3 separate regions of the Rattus norvegicus genome follow, and regions 1 and 2 are each linked to region 3. Evidence: chromatin contacts called from public Hi-C data. All regions are on one chromosome and are shown on one strand. The core of a region is the stretch at or near the end of the contact, and the rest is flanking DNA. Distances in the headings are between cores, read along the strand shown.

Region 1 (4,131 bases), core at 1,307-3,806, 240 kb before region 3:
CCACGATCCTCTAAGGGCACCAACTTCCGTTCATGAGCGTTCCACTCATGATCTCAACTAATAGGAGTTATATCCGGACACTGCATCTCCGAATAACCCCACATGGGGGAGGTGGGATCTCAACATCTTGGAAAGTCTATAAACCCAAAGGGAATAAAAATAAAAAGACAGATGGCATCAAACTTACAGGAAAACAAGATGAGGAGTGTCTTAGTTAGGGTTTCTATTCCTGTGCAGAGACACCATGACCAAGGCGACTCTTATAACGGACAACATTTAATTGGGCCTGGTTTACAGATTCAGAGGTTCAGTCCATTATCATGAGGGTAAAAACATGGTGGCATGCAGGCAGGCATGGTACTGGAGGAGCTGAGAGTTCTATATCTTGATCCAACTGCATCCAGGAGAAATCTGTCTTCCAGGCAGTTGAGAGGATGGTCTCTAAGCCCTCTCTATACAGTGTCACTCTGCCTCCAACAAGGCCATGCCTACTTCAACAAGGCCACACCTCCTAGTAGTGCCACCCCGTGAACCACAGACATTCAAACCACCATGGGAAGGAGACCAGATCCAAGCAAACATTGCCAGTGACATCATCAAACAATTTTCAGGGAACTGGCCTCATAGATTCTTGTGAAAATGAACAGATGCATAACTAATTAAAGTAAGCATGAGAAAAGCATGTGGAGTCTGTACACACTCATGATCTATGAAAATGGACACTTGAGCAAATAATTTTGTAAGGAGAATTTATAGCTTATTGCTAGTGATAGATGCTCATGGATACTATATTGAAAAATACGATACACATGTCTCTTTAAGTCCATACTAACCAGAAAAGGATGGACAGAAATGTTCCCTCTCATGGGTGACATTTGACATTTCAGTAACTTAATATATGGATCATTCTACCCAAAGGGATGGAATGTCCACCAACTTCCGTGCTGTCAAGCTTGGACCTCGTCCCGATGGCCATTTTGTTTCAGGTGACTTTATGCCAACTTTTCCATGTTTTTTCTCTTGTTTTCATCCTGTTAGAATTCAGTTACTGAATTTTACATTAAAATAATGATTTTTTTTTGCTGGCATCGAACAGTGGCAGGCATAGCTGCCCGAATTCAGGGGGAAAATGCCTGTCATTTACCTCACATAACTTTATACATCTTGATTCAGACAATTAAAAATGTAAGACTTGAAGCCTGGAATCTCATTTCAGTAGAGTAGTTGTGCTCTTTGCGAATATAATTCAGACAGTGTGGTCTTCTTTGATCACTGACCAAACTCAGCAGATGTAACTGAGGCGCTAAAAACATTAGCGCTCCTGTATATGTCCTTGTATACAGAGGTATTAGCATGGGGTGGTTCACAGATACCACAGGTTAGTCTAGGAATACATTTATGTGCTTTGCTCCAGCACCTGTATCTACAGAAAAGCAGTTTTTCCGTCTTTGGGTCTTTCATACAAATGGATTGATTTTCTGCAGATGGCATGTTTCACACAAAGGATATAGCTCAGTTAAGAGGCTGGTTTCTTGGCACATAGCATGGATGCCCAGGACCCCATAAACCAGACCTGTTTCAGGACACTGCCTGGCGTCCCCAGACTCAGGAGGGTGTGAGTGCGCCGGAAGGCAGAGATTCAGGGTCATCTGCTTTAAACCAAGTCAATGCCAGTCCAGGAAACAGGAGATCCTGTCTCAAAGAAAGAAAAACACGTTCTCTATAATATTGTAAAATTTCATCGCAAAATCTTTAAAACTTCAGGGTAGAGGTGATTGCTTACCAGTGCTCAGCCTTGCCAGTCCCAGAGCTAGGCAGTAAATATTTGGTGAAAGGATGAGTGTCCTCCCGTTAGGCAATGAGGTTGCTTTAGCAATCGGATCCCTTAAATGGCATTATTTACTTGCTGAAAATGTGTTTTCTATATTGGCTAAGTTGTTTAATTTACATAGGCCTGCTGCCACACTGCCCTGTCACAGATCCACTGCAGAGCGTGCCCACAGCCTTTCTGACCTTCTCGCATCTAGAGATGTTGAGAAGCAAAGCCAGCTGTATCCATTTTGATTTCACAGCCCAGCCCAGCCCTGCCCCACCCCGCCCCTCTACCTCTAAATTGCAATTCTTTGATTTTCAATGCAGAGATGACATGCCCCAGCCTGGTCTGTGATTCCATAAATGCTTTAGCTTTAGGTTATAAACAGACTCAAGTGGAGTCTTGTCTGCCTGTTTACTGGACTGTTTTAGAGGCTGCTCAAATCCAAATGGCCAGGGGGAGGAGATGGAAACTTAATGTGTTTCAGGCTTCAGCGCCTGAAGGTAAGGGAGACACTGGGTTTCCCATTGCAGGTGAGCAGAAAAGACCTTTGAGCCTAAGCCATCCTGTTTTTCCCCAGTAAATATATATCATACTCAAATGACAGGTTTTCTGTCAAATACTGAATGAGACCCGCCTATCCAGGGAAGTTGAGCAATTCTTTGCTTGTTCAATACTTTAATCCTCAGCTCAGTTAAACAGAAGCTCCGGCACACAGGACAGAAAGTACAGCAAACATTGGGCATGCCAAACATGATGGGACTTTTTTGCTGGCATCACTCTGCCCTTCACCACTCCCCACTGGAAGAACGAGTTTTAAAGTTCTTTCTCTTGCCCAGGAAGCTGTTATTCTTATGGCAAAAGGCTGAGATCAATCACTATGCCAGATCCACGTCATTTGAAAGCATGACACAAGGGCAGGGATTAAGTTGAAATTTTAAGATGTAAAGTGTTATAATGTGAAGGAATTGGTACTTGTTGACTATATCCAAGGATGGTTGATGTACTTGGCATTTTCCAAACAATGTAATTCATTTATGATTACTTATGAATGGGAATCGGAAAGTTTTGAGTTGGGCTCTATGTTAGACACTGAAAGGAAAGAAAATGAATTGTCCTTAAGAAGTCTGCAAAGAGCTAGAGAGGCTCAGTGGGAAAGGTGCCTGCAGTGCCAGCATAGAGACCGAAGAAGAATCCGTATGAAGAACCCCAGAGTGGTGGTACAGGCTTGGCATTCCAATGCTGGGGAGGCAGAGACAGGTGGATGCCTGAGGCTCATAAGCTAGTCATCCTAACCTAGTCAGTGAGTCCCGGGTCAGTGAGAGACTGTCTCATAAAATGGACAGCTCCTGAGGTGTAATACCTGAGGCTGTTCTTTGTCTTTCACATGCACATACATCTGAACTCGAACAAATACAAACAGATGCACAACTCAACAGGTTCACATAGGTCAACATTGTACCCAGGAGAGCATCATGGAATGAACATACAATAAGTTTTTGTGTCATTGTATTATCACTGTGTCTCAGCAATGTCCCCTTATGTCCTCATTAGTTTTTGTTGTTGTTGTTGTTGTTGTTGTTGTTGTTGTTGTTTTGTTTTGTCACCTACACACAACCTGGATTCCCGAGGGAAGGGGGATTCTCAATTGAAATTTTGCCTTGATCAGATTGGCCTGTGAGCATGTCTGTGGTGGACATTGTCCCAGTGGATGATTTATATGGGAGGACCCAGCCTGTTATGAGGAGCACCATCTCTAAGCAACTGGTCCTGGGATGCATACAACAGCTAGTTGAGCCTGAGCCAGAGGGTGAAGCAACAGGCATTCGTTTGTTGTTTCTACTTCAGTTCCTGCCTTTACTACCCACAATGATAGACTGCCACTTAAAACTTTAAGATGAAATAAAGCCTCTCCTTTTGTGTTGGCTTTGGCTAGAGTGACTTATTGTAGAAACAGAATGAAAAAGTGATCCTGCCAGTAGGAAGCAGGAAAGGACATTAGACAAGAGTGTCAAGTACCAAGCACCCGTGGCATAAAAAAAATAGCCAATTCAATGATAGAAGTGCTGAGATTTTTCTTAGAAAAGCAGGACATGTTTGGCTGGAGAAGCATCCAATCCATGGTAGTGGAACCAGACCAACTCATCTGGCTCTGGTCTGTAGTACAACAGCTCCAGGCAGAGTTGCTGGGGAAGATTATGCAGCCAAAACGAGATAGATAGTAGTGTCAGCAATCAAGTGGAAATGGCCCACGGGAGCTGCAAGTGATCTTTAGAGTAACATGGCAGCCATGGTCACCCTGCAGAACAGCAGGCGTC
Region 2 (4,497 bases), core at 1,099-3,598, 170 kb after region 3:
AAGGAAATGGAAGGGAAGCAGGAAGGAAATGGAAGGAAGGCAGGAAGGGAATGGAAGGGAAGCAGGAAGGAAATGGAAGGGAAGCAGGAAGGAGATGAAAGGGAAGCAGGAAGGAAATGGAAGGGAAGCAGGAAGGAAATGGAAGGGAAACAGGAAGGAAATGGAAGGAAGGCAGGAAGGAAATGGAAGGAAGGCAGGAAGGAAATGGAAGGAAGGCAGGAAGGAAATGGAAGGGAAGCAGGAAGGAAGTAGAAGGAAGGCAGGAAGGAAATGGAAGGGAAGCAGGAAGGAGATGAAAGGGAAGCAGAAAGGAAATGGAAGAGAAGCAGGAAGAAAATGGAAGGGAAACAGGAAGGAAATGGAAGGGAAGCAGGGAGGAAGTGGAAGGGATCTTTACACACGCATGTAATGGATGTGATTATGAATGACTTCCTGGGAGTGACAGCCATCTATAGAAAAAGTAAGCTTGCTTTCCTGTAAATAGCACTGTGTGATTCTCGGAGGATAAGGAAGGCAGCTTCCTGCAAACTATTGATTCCAACTGCAGAGGTGTAGCAGTGTGGACAAAACAGCCTCTTGCATTTTTCTCATCTCTCTACTTTACATCCAACTCACTGCCCCCCTCCCAGTTACCCCCTCCCACAATCCTCCCCCATTTCTCCTTTACCTCTGAGTGGGTAGGGGCCCCTCGTGAGTACACTCCCCACCCTGGGACCTTAAATCTCTTCTATGCTAGTGGCTTCCCCTCCCACCAAGACCAGACACAGCAGCCCAGCTAGAGGAACATATCCCGCCTAGCAACAGCTTCTGGCATAGGGCCTCCAATCCCTCTTGTCCAGTAGTTCAGAGCCCACATCAAGGCCAACCTGCACACCTGCTACGTATGTGCAGGGAAGCCTAGGTCCAGCCTGTGTATGTCCTTTGGTTGGTGGTTCAGACTCTGAGAGCTCCAAAGTTTAGTTGACTCTGTTGGTCTTCCTGTGGAGTTCCTATCCCCTTCCGGCCCACAATCCTCCTATTCTTCCATAAGAGTCCCCAAGCTCCACGTTCTGTTTGGCTGTCCGTGTCTGTATCTGTCTGAATCAGCTGCTGGGTGGAGCCTCTCAAGGGCAATACACTCCTGTCTGCAAGCATAGCAGAGGATCTTTAATAGTGTTAGGGATTGGCGCTTGCCCGGGGGAAGGGTCTGGCATCGGGGCAGCTTCAAGGCCTGGAGCTGAGCAAGTATAGAACATGACCAATGCGGTATACATACGGTGGCCAAACGCTCTTCCACTGCCGCCACCTCACGCTATTTCTGTTAAAGCTCCTGGGCTCCCTACCACAATTATACCTACCTGCCCAACGATCAATTCCTCTAGCTGCTGTTAGGACAACCCGATTAAGCAAACTTCATAAAAGTCACAACAGTGCTTAAGGGAATAGACGTTGTTTGGAGCTATCGAATGCTGACTGCGTGCATGCACACAATCACACCGTCTTCTGGGAGTACAGTTGTTGAGAAATATAATTAATAAGTAAATTTTATTCTTTGTCTTTTAGTTCCTTATAAATGTGTACAAAGCATTATAATTGAGCGTAATAGGAAACAGAAAAGTGCACTGCTCTTTCAGTTTTGCTAGATGAATATGAATGGAAAAACCAGCTTCCAATATGTGCTTTGGAATAATCTTTCACAGATAAATATATTATGCTTTTTCCCAAACAGAAAATATTTGGGTATCGTGGGTTTAACACACCCAATTAGACTATAAACTTTTGTTCCTATTTTACCCAGAAGCTTGGCTTTTTTAGATGCCACACCAGGAGTAAAGGTTTGTTAGGTTTCGTTTATGAATCCTGTATCGTGAAATCTATGCTCAAGAGGAAAACGTGTGCTGAACAGATAGTTTTCTCTGTGGTTAATATGTAAACCATGTATGATCTGAATTCTTTTGCCAAAACACGTCTGGACTGGGTACATTACACGGGTTGCTCGCATAAAAATGTTGGAGACTATAAGGCATCAGTGACACCATTTTATTGTCGTTATTGTAATCTAGTTTAAAATCGCGATGTGGTTTAGGAGAGCCTGTCTTAAGTCACAATTCCAAGTTCCTGTACGAACATTTGTCTTCTGTGGCACTAAATTCCCTGTATAGTAAATCTTGTTTTCAGTTGCTTTGTCCCATAGTGTTGATCAAAAGCCATGCTTAAGGATTTCAAATAGCGACAGCGCCCCCCATCCCTCCTCTTTGGTCTAAAGGTACCCATCACATCCTATTTCTTTCCTTAAAGATTACAGAGAAGCCCACGCAGTAGAGATTCGTCTACTGTGCAACAGCGACCCCTGGCGGTCCGATGCTTTCAAGGCGGCCAGCACCCAGAACTGTCTCCCATCAAGTCCCTCTTTGTTTTCCTAATCTAGAGAGCTATCAGTACACGGACCAGGAACTGTCTTTGAGAATGTGGGCTGTGTTTGATATCCAGAATCTACAGCTCAAAGTTTCACTACTCACTGTGCACAAATCATAGGTCTTTGTTTTCTCTTTGTGACATTTAATAAGAAGAGGTTTTTTCCCCTTTCTTCTTGCCAACGAATCGTAACAGCAAACGAGCACGTTAGTCAAAAGTCTTTGATGACTTTTTGTTTGGGACGAGAAAATGCCTGAAAAGTAAGTAAAAGTCTCGGGGACGTCGGGAAAGGAAAAGAATAATGCTTGTAGCACGAACACCCGCATGATTCATCGGTAAAAGCTAAGCGCTGGTTTCATTTCTTTTGTAGATTTCCCCTGCTCCCCCTCACTCCACCCCCCTCTTTGTTCCGCTTCAAACCTTTCAGAGGGCTAAAATGCATTATTACCTTGTTAAATCTCTACCCAAATCATTTCTACAGCCCGAAGCTGTTTTGACATGGGTTGAGCATCTCACACACACAAAAGAATTGCTTTTGTTCCCAGAAGCTCTCATTGGCTGAACGGCCGCCCTTACGGACCAATCAGAATCTAGTTGTCAGGCTTGGCAGGCTATTTTTAACCCAACACACAAAAACACTGGGTCTTGGAGGCAGTCCGCTGTAGAATGAAAGTCTCCATAGTAAAAGGCAACAGCTGAATGTGTTTTGGATGTCACGGCGTGTTTGACATTTTCTCTTTAATTCCGTATACACTGTTACATTAGCATGTGCTTTTTGTAAACAACTAAGTCAGAAATGGACCTGCGCCTCCTCTCCTCTCCCCTCCTCCCCCGGCTCTGAATTACCCTTTTAGGAAAGGAAAGCCTAAAATATATTGTATTCAGGCTTGATCCAAAAACAATTCACGATGTGTGGAGATAACTCTCTCTCTCTCTCTCTCTCTCTCTCTCTCTCTCTCTCTCTCTCTCTCTCTCTCTCTCTCTCTCTCTCTCTCTCTCTCTCTCTCTCTCTCTCTCTCTCTCTCTCTCACACACACACACACACACACACACACACACACGAGTTTTTCAATAGGAGTACCTTTTTATTTAACAAGGGATTTTTGTAGATTTTTTCATCTTGGGTGGACTAAATTTTCAGCAGTGTCTGGATTAGAGTTACAGTGATATCCATCTTTCCCCCTTACTTTTTAAATATATATAATTAATACAATATGCATATACATTATGTGGGGCAACTAAAAATATAAATATTCAGTGCGGGGTATTTTTGTTTGGGGCACTTAGTTAAAGCATTGTTTGTAGCATATTCAACCTATTGTTCAGTGGAGGGTATTTTTTAACCTCCCTAAATACACTTTAAGGGACAAGATATTAAAGCACATAATTTGAAAAATTACCTAACATATCCAGGAAATCAAAGTTGCCAAGTGGGAAAAAGCCAAGCTGTAAAGTTTGATTTTCCCCTAAGCCAACCATTTAGTAGGCCAGAAAGGGAGGAAAAAGCTAAGTTGATCCCAACATGTATATCACAAAGCAATTATATTGGCAGAAAGGGAAACTCTTTCCTGCAAAGGAAAGGGGAGGAGGGGTGGCCTAAAAAAAAAAAAAAGAGGGTTAGAATCTTCTCTAGTTCTTAAAAGAGATTTTGGATTGTAGGTTTGACCAGTATTTAATTACCCACGCTTGGGGAGATGACTTTATCTGGTGTTCTTTGTCAATCTCCAGAGACAGACCCAAGCCGTGGAAGGAGGTATCATTTGACCATGGTGACAAGCAACTGTAGAAATCTCACAAAGGCTCCTGGGAGAAATGGCTCTGGTCCTACTCAAAGATGCAGGCATGCTTTGCTGAGAGAGGTTTCCCTAACAAAAGTGGCCAAGGATAGGGAAATCTTTACACAAAAATTCTGGCAGACCCAAGGAGAACAGTCAGATTTAGAGAACGCGTATACTTTGCCATACAAAGTAATGTAGATTTCACTACTGAGGGGAAATGTCCCCTGCATTTCTGAAGGTGAATTTGAACTACAATGACAATGCACTGGAAAAGGAGGTCACTCTTCCCAACATCGATTTGAGGCGCACCTAGACAGCTTTCTAA
Region 3 (4,208 bases), core at 391-2,890:
GGAGGCGCACTCTTTCAGCGCTGGGGGTTGGGATGAAGAACTCAGGGTAGGGGGACTGGGAAGGGGGGGCCACTTTTGGAATGTAAAATAAAACGTTTTAATAAAGAAAAAAAACATCATTGTCTTCTAAGGAGTGAAGTCTAATATATTATTTAGCTTCTTATGGATGGAAAAAACTAAAGGTGATATTTAAATATGAACCTTTACTGTTTCACTAGCTCTCTGAATTTGCAGAGCCGAGTACGAATGTGGTGGATTCTTGGTGTCATGGATGTAAGGTCAAGAAAAATGCATACACTATTACAGTGTGTATTGTTAATAGCGAGTTAGTTACCTTTGCACCCAGGTACACACCTCAAAATGGATAACATTGTGATATACACTTGCACAGGACTGACTTTGCTGACCAAACAGGTAGAACATGCAGCAATGAATAGAGAGTTAAATTTAATCTCTTTAAAATGGCTCCCACATAGGATGGGCACTCTGTGATCTTTTTTTCTCCAGACAGGAAATGCTGTTGTCAAAATATAAAAATAAAGGGGTATCTTTTATCCCCACTAAGTCTACACCGCAGTGCCGCTGCTTGAGACATCACGTGACTCAACATGGCAGCCCAGACGAGTTGCTCCACACTCCCTTACACTTAAATCTACACATGAAAGAACACACAACACAATAATCTTTGATCCAATTGATAAGATATAATTGCTCACCTAAACACACAAAGCCCAGTACACGTCCATCCCTTAAGAACATTTATAACAATCTGTAAAGGTACAGCAAGGAATCTTAATGTCAACTGCCATATTGTCCCTACCTACTCTCTCCCTCCTCCTCTTCCTTCAAACTTTTCTCCTGCCCATCCTTCCTTCTCATCCAATGACAGGCCTCATTCTACCTTGTGATACCTGTGATACCATCCCACAAGTAAAGAACAGATTATCTTTTTAACTTTTTTTTAATTAAGATATATTTGTGTCATTTTCTCTTTCTCCTCCCTACCTCCAACACCACCAGTACCCTCCCTCCTTCTAAAATGTATGGCTTCTTTTAAAAAAAATGTTATTGTTACACATATCTTTAAATATATAAATAAACCTGCTGGGTCTCTTTAGTGTTGTGTGCATGTATATGATTTCAAGGAAGGCTGCTCAGTATTGCATAGCCCATTAGGAGTCATCCAATTCTTGGGGATGACTGATTCTACCACTTACACAATTCCTTAGTAGCCTGTAATTTTTCGACTAGGGATACAATGTGTCCCTGTGAGATTTCCTTCTTCCATTGTACAATATCTGCTGGTAGTGTCCTCATTCATCCCTTGTTTAGGTAGCCATACTGTTGGTGTGTTGTGGGTGAAGCTTCTAGAAGACACAATCACTCAGCAGATATTCTGGTCCTCTGCCATGTGCAATCTTTCTGACTCCCTTTAATCCGTCATATACCCCCGGAATTCACTCCCAATTGTGTTCCCATCTTGAACTACAAATTAATACTGAAAAAAATCCTCACAGGACAAGTTCAACTCCACATTATTCAGATTATTTCAGTATTTGCCATGTACTAGGAATATATGTGAGGTTCAAATATTGACTGAATCAGGACCGCACAATGATTTCACCAACAAAGTCCACTAGGTCAGTTAACCTCCTTCTTCCTAACAGAATCATGTTGCTGATTTCAAATGAGTCTCCACCAGGCTGTTCAACCACTTCCTCCTCTCCCTCCCCCTCCGCTCCCCTCTCCCCTCCCCTGAGCTCTTTGCTGTCTCTGACTTATTGTACTAGAATCAGCAAAATCATACTGAAGGCTCATTTGTATATAATTTCTTCAGAAGCAGCCTCTACAATAAAATGCTCAAGTTCAAAGATTCATAAACCGTTCCACACAAAGCAAGATTTATGAGACAAAGTTCAGAGAATCTTGGTTAATCATTACAAATCACAATTGCACATGCCTGGTTCTAGGGTTGTACTCTTCATGATGCTGAAGGCTACTAGGGCAGGGTGTATCCTTTCGTAATCTTTGGTTTGTCTGTTTCACTGCCAAGAAAATAAGCACAGAGGGGGTTCTGCTTTGTATCTCTGGGATGGGACAATAGCTCTAATCTGCAATCTTTTATTTTTGTTTCAACTGTTCCAAGACCAATTTCAATTTAACTTGCTTGCTTTGCTTGTCTCTTGATAAAAAGCTGTTTTGATTACAGGGGGTTTGGAGGCGATGGTGGGAGGCAGAAGTAGAGATTCTCTCTCTCTCTCTCTCTCTCTCTCTCTCTGTGTGTGTGTGTGTGTGTGTGTGTGTGTGTGTGTGTGTGTGTGTGTGTGTGTGTTCATGCATGTATAGGAGAAGGAATAGGAGCCAGCATCCATGGGCTGTATTTGTTAATCTGCTTAAAACCTTAACAGATTTTTTTCAGCTGAAATTTGGGCAATGTTAATTGTACAGGCAGAATTCACGCTGGGAAAATCTCCTTGGGTGGGGAGAAAAAGACAGAAAGCACAGCCTGCCTGTTATATAAGATGTTTATTTCTATCCATTCCAATCCACCATAAGCAGTACAGAAAATAGGCCAATGCCGCTGACCAATGATGTCACTGTATCATCGAGGTGGGGGTGGGGGTCTGGGTTCCACGTCGATGAACAGGAGGATTTCCTATCACCATTGCCGTCTTGTAGAAGCCTTTATACCAGAAGCTGCTGATCTTGGCTCCCTTTGATGCTTATAGGATTTATAGTAACTGGGTGGCTACCATTGATGGCAGCTCCGGACAAGCCACACGAATGCTTAAAACAGTGCTTTTTTTTTTTTTTAAATCAAGCCTCTGAAGTTAAAAGGATTGGATCCTGTCAGCCAAGTGCTGGCTATCCCTGGGAAATGGTACAGAGAAGAGGGATGGTCATCATGGTGTGAGATGCTAGGCAGTGTCTTTACGTACCGAGTAGCTCATTCTGCAGAATGCCTGCTTCACTTATGGTACCTTGCATGTATGCTCAGTCGGGGGTGGGAATGGGGGGGCCGAGGGGCATCCACATTAACTCATAAAGACTGCAACTCAAATCGACAGCTTTATACATTTTTTAACGAGCTTGTCATTTGTAATGTCATAGAGACATCTTTATAAGTTATAGTGGGTAAAGTGAGTGAAATGATGTCTGTGCCCAAGATTTTTTATTCCTTATTACTTTAGTATTGAAAGCAAACCGAAGCCACATTCCTTCATATTACAAAGGGTGACTCTGTCACACGGAGAAGACACGTATTGCAAGTAACCGTTCTGTGGTTCGGTTTATGGAGCTTTTGGTAAAATCATGGTTTTCTGTCATGAAAAAAAAATATCTTCAGGGTTACTCTAATTGACCCAGTTTTTTTTAAAAACACCGTTCTTGTGTATTGCTGCTCCAGTCTCCCTCTAGAGGAAATCAGTGGGTATTGCAACTCAGCCTCAGAGGTGGGGGGGACAGTCTAATTGAAATGCAAGCTTAAGACTAATAACATAACTGAGTACTAGAAGCTATTACTCTGAGGAATTCTAAGTGCACAGCACCTTTTGTACTAACCCCGTGCCAGCATCGGTATGTATATTTTTCCTAAAGCAAACAAGCAAACAAAATGTCTTAACCCTGTTTGTGTGTTTTCTGAAAACAACAGATGTACTGAGAGAGCCATATTCCCGTATTCTGCGAATATAGAGGGCTGGATGTCAGGCTGCTGCTTACCCACCGGTAGTCCATGGCCTCTGGTACAATGAAAATATTTGTCCCTTTCTCCAGTCAAGTAAGAAACTAATAAAATGCATAAAGGGCATAAAAGTGACTTTTAATAAAGAGTTCCTTTCTTTTCCAAAAATCCTCATAGCTATCCTTAGAAGTAAACACACAGAGACACACGCAGACACACGCAGACACACGCACAACCACCACCAACAATGACAAATAGAGCTTTCAGAAAGTTTCTTTTCTTTTTGATATCTCATCATCTAAGCCCCTGTTTTACATTTCAGAACAATGACATGATTCGTCTCTGCAGTGTGGATACTGTGGAAAGACCAGCACAAGGGATAACCTGGGTGACAAGAAGTCTCTTTTCAGAAATGTGTGTCAATGCAGGAAGGGGTTGGTGAGTGGAAAGCTGTAGGAAAAAGGGAAGGGAGTCTTTTTTTTTTCTTTTTTTAGGAGCTGGGGACCGAACCCAGGGCCTTGCGCTT

Evidence for each region. Hi-C and Micro-C count contacts between places; a contact is called where the count stands out from the background.
Region 1: a contact with region 3 is called in a Hi-C map of liver, with 5 times the contacts expected there. The contact joins two enhancer-like sites. A contact is called at or near these places in 2 of 12 Hi-C or Micro-C datasets (kidney and liver).
Region 2: a contact with region 3 is called in a Hi-C map of liver, with 6 times the contacts expected there. The contact joins two enhancer-like sites. A contact is called at or near these places in 7 of 12 Hi-C or Micro-C datasets (the Rat2 cell line, Schwann cells, frontal cortex and 3 more).

Annotation. Positions count from the first base shown.
Region 1 is chr7:33,553,130-33,557,260 of GRCr8, forward strand. No RefSeq gene overlaps it. Among named protein-coding and RNA genes, the nearest start is that of U2l1, 280 kb to the right of the region's middle. Within about 2 kb of position 2,557, at least 4 of the 93 cell types and tissues checked have an H3K27ac peak or open chromatin away from gene starts, as enhancers often do. A contact at or near this core is called in liver, where this site is marked.
Region 2 is chr7:33,963,978-33,968,474 of GRCr8, forward strand. No RefSeq gene overlaps it. Among named protein-coding and RNA genes, the nearest start is that of U2l1, 130 kb to the left of the region's middle. Within about 2 kb of position 2,349, at least 79 of the 93 cell types and tissues checked have an H3K27ac peak or open chromatin away from gene starts, as enhancers often do. A contact at or near this core is called in liver, where this site is marked.
Region 3 is chr7:33,792,636-33,796,843 of GRCr8, forward strand. No RefSeq gene overlaps it. Among named protein-coding and RNA genes, the nearest start is that of U2l1, 41 kb to the right of the region's middle. Within about 2 kb of position 1,641, at least 15 of the 93 cell types and tissues checked have an H3K27ac peak or open chromatin away from gene starts, as enhancers often do. A contact at or near this core is called in liver, where this site is marked.